2 separate regions of the Pan troglodytes genome follow, and region 2 is linked to region 1. The links are chromatin contacts, called in public Hi-C maps. All regions are on one chromosome and are shown on one strand. The core of a region is the stretch at or near the end of the contact, and the rest is flanking DNA. Distances in the headings are between cores, read along the strand shown. Region 1 has its middle 29 kb from the start of N4BP3. Region 2 holds the start of NHP2 (NHP2 ribonucleoprotein).

Evidence for each region. Hi-C and Micro-C count contacts between places; a contact is called where the count stands out from the background.
Region 2: a contact with region 1 is called in a Hi-C map of induced pluripotent stem cells, with 2.7 times the contacts expected there. The contact joins the promoter of NHP2 here to the enhancer-like site in region 1. A contact is called at or near these places in 5 of 7 Hi-C or Micro-C datasets (blood, induced pluripotent stem cells, a lymphoblastoid cell line and 1 more), 1 of 1 datasets of contacts at active chromatin or transcription factors (stem cell-derived excitatory neurons) and 1 of 1 other capture datasets (stem cell-derived neural stem cells).

What each region holds. Positions count from the first base shown.
Region 1 is chr4:175,548,966-175,555,890 of NHGRI_mPanTro3-v2.0_pri, reverse strand. No RefSeq gene overlaps it. Among named protein-coding and RNA genes, the nearest start is that of N4BP3, 29 kb to the left of the region's middle. Within about 2 kb of position 4,035, at least 1 of the 24 cell types and tissues checked has an H3K27ac peak or open chromatin away from gene starts, as enhancers often do. A contact at or near this core is called in induced pluripotent stem cells, where this site is marked.
Region 2 is chr4:175,618,053-175,624,977 of NHGRI_mPanTro3-v2.0_pri, reverse strand. NHP2 (NHP2 ribonucleoprotein) reads left to right here and starts at 2,903. Exons shown (of 4, transcript XM_009450278.5): 1 at 2,903-3,284; 2 at 3,382-3,451; 3 at 5,943-6,048. The coding sequence starts at 3,125.

The DNA.
Region 1 (6,925 bases), core at 2,786-5,285:
GTATAAGGAAGCACACAGATGGGTCTAGGAGAAGCCTCAGGGGCCCGACTAATATTGGGTCAAGCAGAGTCCTTGTCAGGAGCCTCCGGGTGACTTGTCTGTCTGCAGACCTCAGGGGAGGAGAGGCCCCTGACCTGGGCCACCAGGCCAGACTGAGAAGAAACTCCTCTACGGAGAAAACATTCAGCAACCTGTAACTCAAAAGAGGACTTTCCAGACTGCGAAAACAGCCAAAGCAAGGTCACTGCGTCTGAAGGGGCGTGGCCCACCTGGAGCCCAAGGCAGCCTTCCCTTCTGGGAAGGCGGGGAGGGAGCTGAAAGCGAGCAGAGGCTGACCACAAACTGTCCTGGAGGCTACGCTCGAGACTTTTTTTTTTTTTTTTTTCTGAGACTGAGTCTGGCTTTGTCACCAGGCTGGAGTGCAGTGCCGCAATCTCAGCACACTGCAACCTCCGACACCCTGGTTCAAGCAATTCTCCTGCCTCAGTCTCCAGAGTAGCTGGGACTACAGGCATGTGCCACCACGCCCAGCTACTTTTCGTATTTTTAGTGGAGACGGGGTTTCACCATGTTGACCAGGATGGTCTCGATCTCCTGACCTCGTGATCTGACCACCTCAGCCTCCCAAAGTGCCGGGATTACAGGCGTGAGCCACCGCGCCCGGCCAAGACTTTTGTTGACTCCAGCATAATTGGAAAACCAGTTGAGTTTTTAAAGCACAGAGGTTACATAATAAGTCTGTATTTTGCTAGAATGTAAAACCCATCAGGGCAGGGATTTTGGTCTGTTTTATTTCCAGAACACCTGGTAATAACTGAATAAACAATTGTGTAATGTATGAGTGAGCGAATGAGTGAATGGGCTGCAGGAAGGTAGATCATGCTGGCCACAGTGCAGAGATTGACTTAAGTGGGCAGAGTCTGGGAAGGGAGGTCAGGAGGCTGGGATACCAGGAGAGAATGAAAAGGGCCAGTTGGTGCAGAGAGCATCCAGGGACAGACTGGAGGGGACAAGTGGAGAGGTTTAGAGGTGACTTTACAGTGTACTTCATACTTCAAAAGTCTGGCACAGACTAGCCATTTGTGGACATTCTAGATCTGATCAAAAGCAAAACCACCTGGCCCTTGACTCCAGCAATACGATGGCTGGCCTGGAATTTCCTCCCCGGCAATGGTCGTTCTCACAGCATTTCTTCCCAGTTTACTTAGAGCTTTCGCAGACATTGCCTCATCAGATCCTTATCACAGCTCTGAGGATGGGGACTCATTAGCTCCGTTTTACAGACTCGAAAACAGAGGCCAAGAGAGGTTATGTGACTTCCCTGGGGTAACACACGGGAAACATGGAATTCAGATCCAGGTCCACCAGTCTCTGCCTCCAGGGTCCTTTCTGCTTCCTCACTCAATTGGAGAGATGTGATTAGCAAATGTGAAAGAGAGCATCAGGCAGCATGTGGATTCAGCATGAAATGGGATATTAAGAGTGATATTAATAATAATGCATGGCTCTGATGTTCATCAAGCACTGCTGTGTGCCAGCTTCTACTCCAAGCACTTGACCCGAGTCCCCTCATTCATTCCTCAGACACTCTTTGAGTTTGGTCTGTCATTCTCCCCATTTTACACGTAGTACTGGCCAAGCACGTGAGGGACACCACTGTGGGCTTAGCCACCAGGGAAGGCCTCAGAGAGGACATAAGATGCGGGCAGGGGAGGAAGAAGGCACCTTGAGGCAGGCTTGGCTTGAGCAAAAGTGTGGAGGAGTGGGCGAGAAAGGAGGGGAGAAGCCAACGGGTGCGTGAGACAAGGCCCTGGCCTGCGTGCTCTCCAGGAGGGGCCGGGCCTGGCATTGAGGTCTGGCCACAGTAAGTCCCTAGGGCAGGGGCTGACAACAGGGTGATGAGGGTGCCCTGGGCTTCGGTGAGGAGGAGGGGTGGGAGAGGGAGACAGCTGGCTGGTCAGGGCACTGCGGGTTGGTTTGGAAGTCCTGTGCTCAATCTGTCCTCCCACCCCAGCCTCCCAAGTAGCTGTGACCACAGGCAACGTGACCACATCCAGCAAATTTTATTTATTTATCTTTTTGAGACAGGGTCTCACTCTGGTTGCCCAGGCAGGTGTGCAGTGGTGTGATCTCTGCTCACTGCAGCCTCAACCTCCCTGGCTTAGGTGATTCTCCCACCTCAGCCTCCCAAGTAGCTGGGACTACAGACAAGTGCCACCACACCCGGCTAATTTTTGTATTTTTAATAGAGATGGGGTTTTGCCATGTTGCCCAGGCTGGTCTCAAGCTCCTGGACTCAAGCAATCCGCCTGCCTTGGCCTCCCAAAGTGTTGGGATGACAGGCATGAGCCACTGTCCCTGGCCAGCACCCAGCAAATTTTATGTAGCACATTTTAAGATGCCAGTAAACCAGAGGTTGCACACTGGTGCCCATAGGTTTGTTTTGTTTTGTTGTTTGTTTTTGAGACGGAGTCTTGCTCTGTCGCCCAGGCTGGAGTGCAGTGACACCATTTCGGCTCACTGCAAGCTCCGCCTCCCGGGTTCATCCATTCTCCTGCCTCAGCCTCCCGAGTAGCTGGGACTACAGGAACCCACCACCATGCCTGGCTAATTTTTTGTATTTTGAGTAGAGACGGGGTTTCACCGTGTTAGCCAGGATGGTCTCGATCTCCTGACCTCGTGATCTGCCCACCTCGGCCTCCCAAAGTGCTGGGATGGTGCCCATAGGTTTTTGTTTGCTTCACAGTGTTGATTCATATAGTGTGTTGTGTTTGAAAAATTAATTGAGACCATCCTGGCTAACATGGTGAAACCCCGTCTCTACTAAAAATACAAAAAATTAGGTGGGCATGGTGGCACGTGCCTGTAGTTCCAGCTACATGGGAGGCTGAGGCAGGAGAATCGCTTGAACCTGGGCGGTAGAGGTTGCAGTGAGCCGAGATCGCACCACTGCACTCCAGCCTGGGTGACAGAGTGAGACTCTGTCTCAAAAAAAAAAAAGAAAAATTAATAACCAACTCAAAAAATCAGAACATTTCAAATCCAAACCCAAATTATACTGATTCCTATTCGAAAACGAGAGGATCTGGGGATGCAGGGCCTCACTTCTGCGTGGCAGCAATTGGCTGAAACACCTCTTGGCCGCAGTCCCCACCACTCCGTATTGCTACGCTCCACCCGTCTCACTCACCGATGCCGCTTGCTTGGCCCCCTTAGGCATTGAGTTTGCAACACCCAATTTAGATGAACTGACACATGATTGGAGAAGGGACTAGACTGTCTAGTGATTTGAAACTATGTCATATGAGGACCAGCTGGAGCAATGGGGAATATTTACCCGCTGGGGGCTTGATCACGGCTTTCTCATTCAAAGGGCTAAGATAGAGAAGAGGTCAGATCGGTTCTATGCCACCCCCGCAAAAAACTAGAACCGGCGGACGTGCGTGCAGGGAGCGAGGAGAGGAGGCAACAGGGAGGCAGATTTAATCTCAAACTGAGGCAGACTTTTGAACATCATAACCGTTTCAAGATGCAACAGGTCATGTCAGGGAGTGGCGAGCTCCCTCGCACAGAGGTGGGGGCCGTGTTTAGGCTGAGCCTGGGCAGCAGCTTCACCACAAATGTTTACAGAAAATCCAAGTGTTACGTGGGCAGCTGAACTGGATGCCCTCTGCGGTTTCTCCCAGCCCTCTAGGGCCGGGCTCTGTGCCCACAAATGGGATGCCAGGGTGAAGGAGAAGGAAGAGCTAAAAATGACTCCTCCACTGCTGGCCTGGAAGCCTGGAAGATGCTGCTGCTGGTGTAAGCGAAGAACTTAGGATGAAATTGATTGGTGGGAATGGCAGGAGAAGACTTTATTTGTGATACAGTGTCAGAAAAGCAAGGAGTTTGGGTCAGACCAGTTAGGTCTTTGAAGCTTTCCACGTGTCTGTGTCTTCCTTCCCAGTGTTGTCAGGAGGATTTACATGAAAACAGCCTGCCCAGTGCTTTTGCTTGACTAGCAGAGGCAGCTGGATAAAGGTGAGTGCCCCACCCCCACTCCAGCCTGAGAGACCCTAGGGTTCTGGAACTGTGAAGTGCCACGCCTGAGTTCTGCTCCTGCCCTGGTGGCCAGAAGTCTGACATCCACTTTCTGTCTGCTGGAGGGAGAAGCATGGTGGATGACCTCTAGGGGCCCTGCCAGCTCTAGGCCACTTCAGTCCTGACAGGAACCTGGGTGTCCAAGCTCTGTGTCCAAGAGGGCCAGGCTGGAGGCCGGAGCAGTGGAGTTGGGAGGCGTGGAGGCAGCTCCTGCAAATGCACGTGTGCCATGGGAAAGGGAGATGCTCGCTGCAAATGCACGTGTGCCATGGGAAAGGGAGATGCTCGGAGCTCACCTTTTGATATGGTTTTGACTTTCGAATCATGAACATTAAATTACATACTCAAAAAGTGCAGTTAAACCAAAAAAAAAAAAAACCAACAACCCTGAAATAGAATACAAATAGAAAAGAAGCTGGGAGCGGTGACTCACACCTGGAGTCTCAGCATTTTGGGAGGCTGAGGCAGGCAGATCACTTGAGGCCGGGAGTTCAAAACCAGCCTGGCAGTCATGGTGAAACCTCATCTCTATTAAAAATACAAAAATTAGCCAGGCATGGTGGCACACATCTGTAATCCTAGCTACTAGGGAGACTGAGGGACAAGAATCGATCCAACCTGGGAGGCGGAGGTTGCAGTGAGCCAAGATTGTGCCACTGCACTCCAGCCTGGGTGACAGAGCAAGACCCTGTCTCAAAAAAAAAATACAAATAGAAAAGAAAATGATGCTAGATATGGTGACTCATGCCTGTAATCTCAGCAAGGCCAAAGCAGGAAGATTGCTTGAGGCCAGCAATTCAAGACCAGACTGGGCAACAAAGCAAGACCCCCATCTCTACCAAAAAATAAAAATAAAAAGTTAGCCAGGCGTAGTGGCATACACATGTAGTCCCAGCTACTCAGGAGGCTGAGGTGGGAGAATTGCCTGAGCCTGGGAGGTCAAGGCTGCAATGAGCTGAAATCGCACCACTGCACTCCAGCCTGGGTGAAAGAGCGAGATCTTGTCTAATCTGGAACTCTCGGGCTCAAGTGATCAACCTCAGCCTCCCAACATGGTGGGATTACAGTCATGAGCCACCACGCCTAGCCTCTTTATTTTGACAAGGGCTCACTCTGTTGCCCAGGCTGGAGTGCAGTGGCACAATCTTGACTCACTGCAGCCTTGACTTCCCGGGCTCAAGTGATCCTTGTACCTCAGCCTTCAGAGTAGCTGGGACTAACCCAGGTGTGCACCACCCTGCCTGGCTAATTTTTAAAAATTTTTGTAGAGACAGGGTCTTGCTTTTTTGTCCAGGCTGGTCTTGAACTCCTGGGCTCAAGTGAACCGCCCATCTTGGCCTCCCAAAGTGCTGGGATTACAGGCATGAGCCGCTGCGCCCAGCATGGGGGTGTATTTCTGAAATGATTGTGTGTGTTTTGCAGGCTACATATATTTTTGTGATTTTGAAGAACAGTGTTATTTGTCTGAGCTCGCTGGGATGGCTCATAGCAAAGCAAGCATTTTAACAAGTAGATACCTGGCAAATGACCCCCCAGCAAGTGAGACTCAGCTGGGCTGGAAACAGCCCCCACCTCTCAGCCCCAGGGCTATTGTGGGTCGCTGAGTGGATAGCACCCCCTGCAGGACAACGCTTGCCAAGTGCCTGTCCCCGGAACATCTTGTCTAGCATGTTCATTACAATTTACAATTTTTCTAACACCAAAAATTGGATCCTCCTCTTCCCCCGTCAGGTTTTATGGGAGGCGATGTCGGCATTCGTAGGGCCTGTGCCTTTTCTGTGACTCAGTGATGGGCCAGTGGAAACGGCCGTTTCCACAGTCGGACAGAACGAGGTTTGTGTCCTGGTGTTGCTCACAGATGTCTCAACCAGGCGGAGTCCGGACTCCACCACGTGGCAATAACGAGAAGGTAGCTCTCGGGGCGGTGGTGGGTTGAGATTAGATACGTGAAGAGGCTGTCCCAATGTGAGCTGGGTTATAAACCCAAGAGAGGGGGCATGGGAGCCGAGGAGGGGACCGCATCAGAGGCCACCAGGCTGAGTAGGGCGGGCTTTTCCCAGGGGCCTGGGCTCATGGCTGTGATAAGCCCCCCGTTGTGGAATGCAGAAGGCCATGGTCTCTCAGTGAGTCGGGCAGGGCCATGGTGCGTGCCCAGGTCTACTTGACTCCAAGTCTTGTGTTCTTTCCCCTGTGGGACCTTCAGGGGTTTTGCAAATAGAGGTCCCACTCTCCAAGGGCTTCCTGTTGCACTGGGCAGAAGGGAGGGTAGAACCTGCCCAGCTGCGTCCTCTACTCTGAGCCTTTCTCTGCCATTTCTTCACCAGATGGCAGCTTCCCGCCTGGGAATGGAGAACTCGAGTGGCCACCCAGGATGACAGGCAGCCTCCCCACCCACTCAACCTCATGGGAGGTCCTGTGGACCCTCCACCTCCATCTCACGGGGCCTGAAGCCCACAGGGGGATCCTTAAGCAGTTGGAGTGGGTCCTGGGGCCAGCCCAGGCCTGGCACGGGGTTCGCATTTCACTTCTGGGCCATGGCAAGCTCTGGTTCAGAGCCTTAGCTCGGCAGCAGCCCCTCTGCACCAAGTCACTTGGCCCCTGCCACAGCATCACAGCCTGGAGCCCAACTGGATGAGCCCAGCTCATGCTTCTGAAGCACGGCTATTCTGACAGCCCTGGTCTTGGTGCTCATCACTTGCTTCTCACTGTGCTTTACAGGCAGAATGGGGACAAGAGCTTTAAGTTCTATCATTGTGATTCTTTTTTTCTGCTGCAGTTCCTTATATGTAGCCTCCGACCAAATACAACTTTTGCCTTGGTGCTATTGCTGGAATGCAAAGCTTCT
Region 2 (6,925 bases), core at 1,654-4,153, 70 kb before region 1:
TGCACTCCAGCCTGGGCGACAGAGTGAGACTCTGTCTCAAACAAACAAACAAACAAAAATTAGCTAGGCATAGTGGCAGGCACCAGTAGTCCCAGCTACTCGGGAGGCTGAGGCAGGAGAATGGCGTGATTCCAGGAGGCAGAGCTTGCAGTGAGCCAAGATGGGGCCACTATACTCCAGCCTGGGTGACAGAGCGAGACTCCGTCTCGAAAAAAAAAAAAGATAAGAAATACACAGTGTGTTAACAACAAAAAAAGAAAACAGGCCAGGTGCGGTGGCTTACATCTGTAATCCCAACACTTTGGGAGGCCAAGGCGAGTGGATCACTTGAGGTCAGGAGTTCGAGGCCAGCCTGGCCAACATGGTAAAACCCTATCTCTCCTAAAAATACAAAAATTAGCTGGGCATGGTGGTGGGTGCCTGTAATCCCAGCTACTTGGGAGGCTGAGGCAGTAGGATCACTTGAACCTGGGAGGCAGATATTGCAGTGAGCTGAGATCATGCCACAGCCTGGGTGACAAAGGGAGACTCTGTCTTAAAAAAAAAAAAAAGGGGGCCAGGCGCGGTGGCTCACGCTTGTAATCCCAGCACTTTGGGAGGCCGAGGCGGGCAGATCACGAGGTCAGGAGATCGAGACCGTCCTGGCTAACACGGTGAAACCCTAGTGAAACCCTGTCTCTACTAAAAATACAAAAAATTAGCCGGACGTGGTGGTGGGTGCCTGTAGTCCCAGCTACTTGGCAGGCTGAGGCAGGAGAATGGCGTGAACCTGGGAGGCGGAGCTTGCAGTGAGCCGAGATGGTGCCACTGCACTCCAGCCTGGGCCAAAGTGCGAGACTCCATCTCAAAAAAAAAAAAAAAAAAGAAAAAGAAAAAGAAAACACTGTGGTTTTCTGAAGACATATTTGTTCTCAGCGCTTCATTGTCTTATGGCTCAAAATGCAGACACGTGTGACCTGGGCCAAGCTGAGGTTCCTACACTTTCACTATTTACATATCCTTTTGAGCTGAAGTCAAATGTCAAATCACAGGTATGGGTAAAGTCTGGGCTTGGAGACAAGTGGACCTGGGTTCAAATCCAGCTTTGTGTGAGCTGTACCAAACTATTCACCTTTATGTGTGTCAGTAAATTGTGAATATAAAGTTATATATTCCTGGTAAAAGGATGGTAAAGTCTTTACCTTTACCATAGAGGTATTTTTTGGTGAGCACTGAATGAGATATTGTATATAATATGCTCGCCACATAAATGTTAACTTTCTTTTTCCTTCCATGTAAGAGCTGAAGGGACTTCACAACCGAGGCTCTGAGTGAGGTCAGTCAAGCGAGCCCATTTGTTTGAATTTGTTTGAACTGGGTTCTCAGGAATGAAATTCTCCATCACTCTGCTGGACAGAGTGATTTTTAGTAGAGACGGGGGTTTCACCGTGTTAGCCAGGATGGTCTCGATCTCCTGACCTCATGATCTGCCCGCCTCGGCCTCCCAAAGTGCTGGGATTACAGGCGTGAGGCACCGCGCCCTGCCTATTTGTTTTTATTTGATGCAAAACAAAATTTATTGCACTTTAGTTCAGAGTTACAAGGTTTTTGTTGTTGTTTTGTTTTAGAGACAAGATTTTTCTGGGTGGCCCAGACTGGAGTGCAGTGGCTATTCACAGGTGCAGTCATGGCTCACTGAAGCCTCTAACTTCTGGGCTCAAGCGAGCCCCCTCTCAGCCTCCCGGGTAGCTGGAACCACAGGCACGAGTCACCACACCCGGGAAAGGCCAATTTTTAAGTTGGTTTAACTGACCTATGCTCCCACCCACAACTACCAGAACACTTCTAAGTTTCTACTTACTGGCCTGTTCCAGCAACACAAAAATGGCAGGCCTGCCACATCAGGATCAAAGGTAATTAGTATTACAAATTAGTAATTTGCAGCGATTATCTAATTAATATCCATCCAGAGTTCCAAAATATAGTGGAAGAGGCTAATCAGAGATACCAAGATCCACTGGTTCTCGGCCTGCCACCGCCCCCCACGCCCTGGCATCTCTGTCCCTTTACCTTCTACAGACCCGTCCAAAGGGCAGCTCCTCATAGCTCTCACCCTGCACGGCAGGGAGCTCAGTCCCCAAAGCCTTCCCTCCGCTGTTCCCGGCTTCGCTGGGGCCGTCCTTCCCTCAGCCCCGGCTGGCTTCTCGGCTAGGCCCTCTGCATGTGTAGCGTCAGGCAATGGTAAGAACTGCGGGAAAATAGCGGGTGAAGGGATGCTGGTTTGGAGAGAGAGGGGACTGCAATTTTAGATAAAATCACCAGGGAAACCTCTCCCATGGGAAACACTGAAACGGAACCCTGCGGGATGAGAGTGAGCCACACGCTATCTGTGGAAAAGCGGTGCCGACGCAGGTCAGTGGGGTCATTCCTTGCTCTGTATCTTTCACACCTGCGCAGCCGGGTCCAGGGGTCAGAAAACAAAGAAAAATTATGCAAGAAAGGAGGCAGCCTTAGGCCGGGCGCGGTGGCTCACGCCTGTAATCCCAGCACTTTGGGAGGCCGAGGCGGGCGGATCGCCTGAGGTCAGGAGTTCAAGACCAGCCTGACTAACATGGAGAAACCCTGTCTCTAGTAAAAATACAAAATTATCTGGGCGTGGTGGCGCATGCCTGCAATCCCAGCTACTCGGGAGGCTGAAGTAGGAGAATCGCTTGAACCCGGGAGGCGGAGGTTGCAGTGAGTCGAGATTGCGCCACTGTACTCCAGCCTGGGCAATAAGAGCGAAACTGCCTCAAAAAAGAAAAAAAAGGAGGCAGCCTTTCCAGCACCCAGAGCCCCGCCCTCTCCGGCCCCGATTCCCAGGGCTCCGCCCCTTGCCTCACATTCCCTCCGCTCCGCCCTAATCGGTTCCGCCCAGTCCCTTGGTCCGGGGATGGCCCCGCCTTAAGGACCATGACTCCGCCCCTCTCCGCTCTCCGTAGTTACGAAGCTGGGCGTCAACGATTGGGCTGAGTCGGAGACTTCCTTTCCTGATTGGCCGTGTTGTACGGCGGCTTCTCGCGCAGCTGATGACCTGGAAGTGATGCCTAAAGCTGTGGACCGCGTGGGCTCGCCTCCCTGGGACTAGGTTTCAGCGGCCGCTGCGATGACCAAAATAAAGGCAGATCCCGACGGGCCCGAGGCTCAGGCGGAGGCGTGTTCCGGGGAGCGCACCTACCAGGAGCTGCTGGTCAACCAGAACCCCATCGCGCAGCCCCTGGCTTCTCGCCGCCTCACGCGGAAGCTCTACAAATGCATCAAGAAAGGTGAGGCGGACGGCGGCGTGGCCGGGATGGGTGCGCGGGTGGGATGGGTGCGCGGGTGGCTGAGCGAGGCCCCCGACCGACTCTTCTGTCGTTGCAGCGGTGAAGCAGAAGCAGATTCGGCGCGGGGTGAAAGAGGTTCAGAAATTTGTCAACAAAGGAGAAAAAGGGTAAGAACCTTCCTTCCTCTGGATTTTGCATTTCTAAACGTTAACGGAGAAATCTCTACTTAGTAGGCGCGCAGTAAAAAGGTTAACTCTGACCTAGCCCCATATACAGAAGCCAATCAAGCAGTCGGTAAAGTCCCTTTGGTACAATACCGGTACAACAATACCGGTGCACCACGTATACCAGCTCCAAGTGAATTCCAAAGTGAAGCGAATTGTGTAAGCTAAGTCCCGTAGAGTAGACCCACCTTCATTAATTCAGGGACCCTCCTCCCCGGGCTCCGCTCCTTGCCTCAGATTACCTCCGGCCCCCGCCCTAATCCTCTCAGCCCTGAATCTCAGTCCTAGGGATGACCCCTCGCCGGCTCTGTATTTAAGGAACTGAACGTTAACGTTTTTGTTTGTTTTTGAGATGGGTCTAGCTCTCACCCAGGTTGGAGTGCGATGGTGCGATCACAGCTCACTGCAGCCTCGTCCCCCTGGACTCAAGCGATCCTCCCACCTCAGCCTCCCGAATAGCTGAGACCACAGGTTTGGCCACGCCTGGCTGTTGTTATTGTTGTTTTGCAGAGACAGAGGAGTCTCGCCATGTTGCCCGGGCTGGTCTTGAACTCCTGGGCTCAAGGAATCCTCCTGCCTCAGCCTCCCGAAGCGTTGGGATTACAGGCATGAGCCACCGCGCCTGGCAGCCTTAACAATTGAATGTACTCTTTTTCAGGCACTGTGTTATGGGGGAAACAGTGACATTCATTCATCAGATAATGACACACACACAACTAATTACAGTTGTGATAGATAGCCATGAAGGAAAATAACAGAGTGCAATGATAATTACTTCATCACCCCACTTTTCTTAATGGCATTTATCAAAGTTTGAACCTTGTTTACATTTTTCTTCCCTTTATCACCCTCTCAGGCCAGATGGTAAGCTCCTTCAGAACAGGGCCTCCTTGCTTTAACCCAAGAAGTGAAACTGTAGGTGCTCAAGAGATCAGTAATGTTGGGCAGACCTGATGCTCAACGGCATCTAACCTAGCTGGGGAGGGCGCATCTGGGGGTTTCCCTCAGCAGTCACATTTGAGCTGAGCTCTTAAGACACAGGGATTAATTTGGGGGGGGCGGGGTGGGAGGATCCTGCCAGAAGAAAGAGTGGGCCTCTGGGCAGGAGAGGGTCTGGTGAGCAGAAGTGCTACCTTCTTAGGGGGCATTGTAGGCCACAGTAAATTTAGTTTTTATACTCAGCACTTTGGAGGCTATTAGGGGTTAAAGCCAGGAAGTGACATAATTTTTATTATTTTTTACACCCTAAGATTTTTCTGACAATTGAAGAAAGGATTAGAGAGGTACGCGTAGGTTTGGGAAAGTTCAGGTAGTAGACTACTGTAGTCCTGGAGAGGTGATGGTGGAGACAGAGTTAAAGGGGACAGATTTGAAAGGACTTTTAGATGTGGAGATTGGGGAGGTATTGACGACTTCTAGGTTCTGACATGCCCAGCTGGAGGGACAGAGGGCCCAATCTGAGATGTGAACAGTGGAGGGGGACCAGATTTGTGTAGAAAGATCACAAGTTTGGTTCCGGGTAAGTTTTTGAGGTGCTGTAGAGACACATGACTTCCACCCCTCCCCACACCAGGAGAACTGTCAAATAGGCAGATGGCTATAGGGGTTTGGAGCATGGAAGAGAGAGGGCCAGGCTGGAGATAGTAGATCTGGGAGTTTTCAGCACATAGATGGCACCTGACCCCATGGCAGTGGCTCCGGTCAGCCAGGAAGAAGGTCCTGAGAGGAGAGGGCAGCCGAGGACAAGGCTGTGAGGAACACTCACAGTTAAAGGCGCTTAACAGAAGGGGAGCCAGCAGAGGGCCCAGAGGAGCACTAGGAGTGCGGAAGCATTCTTTCAGCCGAGGGCTCTGTCCTTGTGTGTCCGCCTGTTATCCAGCATGGGAGAGCAGACTTTTCCTTCTGTGTCTTAGGCTCCTGAGGCCCTTGCCCCCCAGCCTTGACACCTGGCCAGCTAGGAACCCTGGCTGAGGAGTCTCTGGCAAGCTTTCATTGCCTGTCACTCTTGGGACAGAGCCCATGCTTCTTAGCCTGGTACTCAAGGTCTTGGGGGTGTCCCCTGCCAGTCTCTCGGCTGTGTCTGGTGCCGTTCTGATTCTCGCACCACATGCTCTACCCCCGCCCCAGCCCCTCCGTGGGCTGCCTGACACACATCCATCAGCGTGCTGTTCAAGTTTCACCTCCTGGTTGAACCCTTTTTTGACTCTCCAAAGAGAGCTGAGCTCATACACCTTGGCACCCATCCTGTACTTCACCTGTCCGAGCACTACATCACTTTGGTGGCACCTGTATGTTGCCAAGAGGTAGAGATCACCCCCAAAGAGCTCACCAAACATAATTTTGTCTCTATCCCTAAGACCCAGCCCAGGGCAGCACTTAAAACTGAAAGAAGGAAGGAGCAAGCCAGAGATGACAGTGTTTTCTCTCATTTCAGGATCATGGTTTTGGCAGGAGACACACTGCCCATTGAGGTATACTGCCATCTCCCAGTCATGTGTGAGGACCGAAATTTGCCCTATGTCTATATCCCCTCTAAGACGGTAAGGAGCACGTGGCCCCCTGACCTTGCTCAGCACTGGGGTGTCTGGGATAGTCTGCCATAGCAGGAGAGTGTGGGAAAGAGCCAGGAGTGTTGGAGCTAAGACAGGCCTGGATGGATTCTCAGCTCCACATCTTCTTAGTTTTGGGACTACAGATATGTTACTTCTTGCATTTCAGTTCCCATCTTGTAAAGTGGGAATCCCAGCCCAGGCGCTGTGGCTCACACCTGTAATCCTAGTGCTCTGGGAGGCCAAGACAGGAGGATCAGTTGAGGACAGGAGTTCAGGAATAACCTGCGCAACAAAGTGAGACTCCATCTCTACAAAAAATGTTTTTAATTAGCTGGGTGTGGTGGCACATGCCTGTAGTCCCAGCCACTTGGGAGGCTAAAGCAGATCACTTGAACCCAGGAGTTCGAGGCTGCAGTGAGCCATGATCATACACCACCACACTTCAGACTGCATGACAGAGTGAGGCCCTGTCTCAAAAAAAAAATAGAGGCTGGGGATGGATCTTGGGTACCTACAGTATCACTTCTTGGGATAAAGCAGGAGGCCCTGTTCTGAAGGAACTTACCGTTTGGCCTGATGGTAAGAACCGAATAGTCAGTTATCTGTGGACTATGAGAATAAAGAGATAGATGTATGTGAAAGAGCTTTGTAAGCTAAGATGCTTCACCCATGTTAGTCTGGTTAGGTGGGTTTAGGCTCAGAGGGACCTGTAGCTGTCCTTATCTTATGTAGCAGGGGCCAGATCTGAGGCACAGGAAGTGGGGGTGGCAGGGACTGGGACAGCCCCTGCTGGGCTGGAGCCCTTTCATAGTTGCCATGTGGGAATGTAGGCCCTGTGTGGCTGGACCATGCCTTCAAAGTCTGA